2 separate regions of the Gossypium hirsutum genome follow, and region 1 is linked to region 2. Evidence: chromatin contacts called from public Hi-C data. All regions are on one chromosome and are shown on one strand. The core of a region is the stretch at or near the end of the contact, and the rest is flanking DNA. Distances in the headings are between cores, read along the strand shown.

Region 1 (2,700 bases), core at 119-2,618, 210 kb before region 2:
AAAAGAAAAAGCATTATCATGTCAAAGGAATTATTTTTCAATAGGGAGACAAGAAGTTAGATATCTGCAAATTTTGTAAAAACTGAATCCATAAAATTGCTTTAAGACTCTAACCTGTTTATAATCCACATTAAATCCGATTATTAGTATTACCATCCTATCTGAATTCAATTTAGATAACATTACTTGCCTAATACTCGAATCCACTAAATATTCAAATTTACCAAGTCAAAACAACTTTTTAATTAAAAAAATCGAAAAGAAAAGCGGATAATGATTCGGATATTCAAATCCGAATCCATTATTCCATTATTCACTACAGTATAACAGTTTTGGAGATCTGAATCCGTTATCTGCAAAAGTAAAGCAGATCCAAATAACAAAGATTTGACTATTGATATCCGCATCAGCTCTGAATCTATTGTAGATAGTGCTGAATTCGCACAACATCTAAATACACAAACAACAAGATCGGACATCCGCAAATGTTCGAAACTGCATTATACATTGTCATTTCTATTTTCCAGCCAAACGACAATTACCTGAAGAGAACCAGCAACAGTTCCGGAAGGCGTATCGCTTTCACCCTACCCATAACACAGAAACAGTGTTGAAATCAGTGCAGCATTTTCGAATAAAAGTTTCATGCAAGTGAAACTTCATAAATATTCTAATATGTTTAAATATAAGGCGAGAAAATTGCCAGTCAAGCTTACACCTTAAGGTTCCGAATTTTAAAGGCAGATGAAATATGATCCAAGAGGATCAAACTGAGAAAATGCCCTTGCTCTGATTGGTACAATTACGTGTCCTCAAAATTCACAGGAGAAGTTTTGGGGGCATTTGAGAAATGCCAACCATGTACTTAAAGATAGAATAAATTTAACTCGAAATAGAGCTTCAAAGAGAAAAGAGAAAGTAAAATGTTAAAGAGCGGGAAGAGAAAGAAGAAGATTATATAACCTGACCAAGCAAGCTAAGGGCAAAGCAATCAAACCCAGAATTTGAGAAGAAAGGCAACCAATGTTCAGCCCAACACCAAGCTGAATGGTAACTTCCATGAACGAAAACCAGAGGTGGACCCTTTCTCGAATCTGGGTTTTTCTCTTTGACACTCTTTTGAACGATAACCTCCATGTTTAAACCAGAGGGGAGCTGATGGAAAACACGTGACTGCCCTTGTTTGAGCTCATAGGGAACTCTCGTTTTGCGAGGTTCGCTGAGGACAGCGATGGGATTTAGGGTCATTTTAGGAAGGTGTTGAATCGAGAGAACAATCGCCATGGCTGTGCTGGGAAAGCTGAGCTCCCTCTTCACTGTATTTGTTAGTGCTGCCTTTAATCTGATTGGAATTTTGTTTCTTTATTTTACCCACTTCTTATTCGGTTAGAGAGATGTTGATGAGTCCCGTTAAGTTGGGTTTGGACCTGCTCATGATCATCGGTACAGGCCCGTTCGAATAAGGCTTGGCTTTGTACAAAATATATGTTCTCAAAGATGAATTTGGATAAGATTTGAAGCTTTGTCTTTTATATTGGTTGAGTTTAGGAGAGAATTTTTTGGTCCGATTTGACTTGGTTAGAATATATATTGTTATAAAAAATATTATATTAGTTATATATATATATGTTAAATAATAATTATATATTTATATTAAATCAGTAATTCAATAATATTTAATTTTATTACTCAAAAATTTAAAAAAAACTTATCCAATTAAATAACATAACTTAAAATATAAAATTTTAAAAATTATATTTAATACAATAAAATATTTATTATATTTATTTATGTTTTTAATATAATAAAATATTTATTATATTCACATTAGTTTTTTTTAATATAAATATTTTTAATGCATTTTTAATGTTATAGAAAATTTTTATTTTAGTTTTTTAGTACATTTAGTGTATTATATTTTTAAAAATTTATTTTTTAAATAAAAACTAATCTAAAAAGTTTATATATGGTCGAGTCAGACATGGATTTATTTTTCTTAAATTGAGTCGGGCTTGAGCAGAAAAACATGCCTATTTTTTGGGTCGGGTTGAGCTTGGGCTTGGAAAATTGGTTTAGGTGCCTTGCCTGAACCTGAGCCATAAGCATTTCTAAACCTGATTATGGGTAGGACACCCGCCTAGGCACAAAGGCTCGTTTGAAATCTAGGAGGGTTTAGGCAAAAATATATACTTGAAAACTGAATTTGGACAAAAATTAAGACTTGTTTTTTAAATGGGCCGGATCTCAGGTAAGATTTTTTTGCCCGAGCCTAGTTCAGCCTAAATGCATTACATTATGAAAACAATTATATTAATTGCATATAGTTATATATATTAAAGACTTTTTTTAATGTATTTTCAATATATTGAGAAACATTTATTTTAATAATTTTAGTGTATTTAATGTATTATATTTTTTTAAAAATAATATGAAAAATAATTTTAAAAAGTTAATATAGGTGGGCCAAGTCAAGCTCGAATTTAGCATTTTTTTATTCGGGCCGAGCTTGGGCGAAATTTTTTGCCCATTTTTGGGGCTGGACCAAGCCTAGAAAATGAACTTAAACACCTTAAATCAGCCCATCCTGACTCGACGCATGATCAGGTCTAGTTAAGTTCAACCAAATTTATGTAAGACGTAACTCATAAGCTCTTTATGTGATATATCTATTATATATAAAAAAGGTTCACAAATCAATTT
Region 2 (2,834 bases), core at 118-2,617:
AATTTTTTACTGAAATTAATACATACTGTTACTAGTTTGTTTTGGTATATTGTTTCAAATTTATCGATGTTTTTAAATATATTTAATATATCAAATATTTAAATATATCAAATAAATTAGATTAAATAATTTTAAATATAAAAATATTAATTAATTATATAAAACATTCATCAATAAAGTTCACAAATAAAATTTTATCATTTAACAAATTTAAAGTAAACGAGGAAAAAAAGCATCCCACACATTAAACAAGAAAAAAGCATTCACAATATTATTTAAAAAAGTTACAATAAGATCATCTCATACTAAATATATAAAATGAAAGTTTAATAAAAACATATGCATAAAGTTGTGTTCGTGAAGCTTTTAGAATTTTTTTTAATTTATTTGTTATATAAATTCTTTATTTTTTATTAATTATTAATTTTAGCACCTTAAATTTTAAAGTTGCTCATTTATTTAATGTTTAAATTTGGTTAATTAAAATTTCAAAGTAGGTAAAAAATAATAATTTATATATATTTTAACATTATTCATATACCGGTCAATGTATAATGTTTCGGGTGGTACAATCAAAATTGGCCGAAACGAGTCAATGCAACCAAAAAAGACCAGAATTTATACCGGTGTGAAAAATAGAATTGATCATTCCAATTTATTATTGGAACGATGTGCATTGACTGATACAACTAAAACCGGTGCAGAACTGACTACATTGAACAATACCCCTTCATAATTGTAATAGTCAATAATTTTGTCCTAAAAATCTTTATTAGTAAATAAACGTAAAAGTTTACATTTTAGTTTTTCTAGTTTTTTAATGAGATATTTTATTCATTAAAAAAACTAAAGTTGAAATAATAAAATATAATAGAGATATTTAGAAATAGTAATTCTCTTTCTTTCAATTTTTATCCGAGTTTAGTGTCATTAATGAAGTGACACTAACTAAAACATAATATATTAACATGATTATATAAGTTATTGCTTATCATCTTCTTCTTCTTCTTCTTCTTTATAAAATTAGGTTGATAAATTAATAAGATCATGGCGTTTGAAAAATATAATTAAGATAGTTTTGAAGATGTGAATGTTAGTATCAAATCTAAACAAATTTTCTATTATGGGGTGGGTCCCACCAGGTCACGTGTTTTCCTCCTTTAGTTGACCTCTTTATTTCGTGAAACACATTTCATCTCCGCTGTTTTTTCTTACTTCCCCTATAGTATACTAGGGTTTTAGTTTTTTTTTTTTTTTATTTTATGTTATGTTATAAGTTTATTTTTGCGTCATCTCATTGTTTTAAATTTATCCAAACTTCAGTGGCCGAGTATTTACACCCTTAGCTCTTTTATGGGTTTTAATCGGGATAGTGGGTTTTTCTATTGGGATCCAATGCCGGATAAGGTTTATCTTTTTATATGGGGCTTTGGGCCCATTGAAACTAAGCCACATTCCTTTCATTTATTTTTCTTTTATTTTGTTTTTATATTATTTATTTATGTTATATGCTTCTATTTAGGTTAAATTTTACTATTACTCCCGCTGCTTTTGCAGAAGCTACGGATTTAGTGTTTATACTTTAATTTGATCAATTTTAATCCCTTAATTTTTACCCAAACAATAGCAGTTAATCTTGTTTTTTTAAATTCAATTACCATGCATATACGTACAATTGAAGATTTGGTTAATATTCTCCAATTAAATCATTTTAAGTCTTTATAGTTTTTTAATTTTGAAATTCCAGTCTTTGACGCAAATAACAATTATGATAATATGTTTGGCATATCAATTTTTGAAAATAGCAAAATTTAACTTAAATTTTAATAAGTAAGAACTGAAAATGACTAAATTAAAGTACATAGATTCAATCCACAACTATTACAAAGTACAAGGACTAATAGCAGGATTTACACCTTCAATTTATCACTTTTGTCTTGAGTTTTTTTTTTAAATTTCCTTTTATATATTTTACTAGTTTCTTATCCCATGCGATACACGGGTTAGTTGTATGTATTAATTATATAATATTAATTTTTTAAAAATATATAGTACATTCAATTTATTGTATTCTTAAAAAAAAGGTACATTTTCACAAATAAAATAATATAATATAACCAAAATATTGTATAAAGTATTATTACATTGTCCAATCCATCAATTGGTTGAATCAATGAATTCTTCTCGATAAATTTTTATAATGTTATTGTTCATTTGAAGCTCTTTAACATTATTTTCATTAATTTTAAGTTGGTCGTTGTATAGTGTCATGTTCAATGATCTTAATGTAAAATATTAGAGAATAGAATTAGAAGGTTAAAAAAATTTAAATCGTCGGTGATTTAATCTATATGTTGTGTTTCATGTATGCAAGAATCTTATTTATAGGCCTTCATACATGCATAAAATGAAAGTGTGGATTTTGAATACTAATTTTATATAAACTATTTGTTAATTGTAGTTTTTTTCTGTAATTTTTACCTTAATTTTCTTAATTAATATTAAGAATTTTGTATTGACATTTAAAAGTAGATATGTTTTTTTAAATGTACGATATTAATTTACTTAAAAAATTACAATTATATATGGTAAATATATTCATGATCTTAATTATAAAGTGAGATAGTAGTAAATTAGAATTCAAAACAGATTATTAAGGATCAACATTAACATAAGTAAATTAACTTAGAATTCAACCTTCCATACATTTAATCCCAACATCGTCGTCTTTGTCAAAATTGACTTTAAAACTAGATGACGAGTGATGAGAATTTGAGCTAGATTAGACATTATGTAACCCACATTGAAAATACAATTATTATACGTCTTGAAGT

What was found. Hi-C and Micro-C count contacts between places; a contact is called where the count stands out from the background.
Region 1: a contact with region 2 is called in a Hi-C map of leaf, with 2.1 times the contacts expected there. The contact joins the promoter of LOC107916680 here to the enhancer-like site in region 2. A contact is called at or near these places in 3 of 34 Hi-C or Micro-C datasets (all in leaf).

What each region holds. Positions count from the first base shown.
Region 1 is chrD11:18,688,320-18,691,019 of Gossypium_hirsutum_v2.1, reverse strand. It overlaps LOC107916680, which reads right to left and starts at 1,368. Exons shown (of 8, transcript XM_016846014.2): 1 at 964-1,368; 2 at 543-587. The coding sequence starts at 1,284.
Region 2 is chrD11:18,477,119-18,479,952 of Gossypium_hirsutum_v2.1, reverse strand. No RefSeq gene overlaps it. Among protein-coding and RNA genes, the nearest start is that of LOC107916674, 6.6 kb to the right of the region's middle. Within about 2 kb of position 1,367, at least 2 of the 9 cell types and tissues checked have an H3K27ac peak or open chromatin away from gene starts, as enhancers often do. A contact at or near this core is called in leaf, where this site is marked.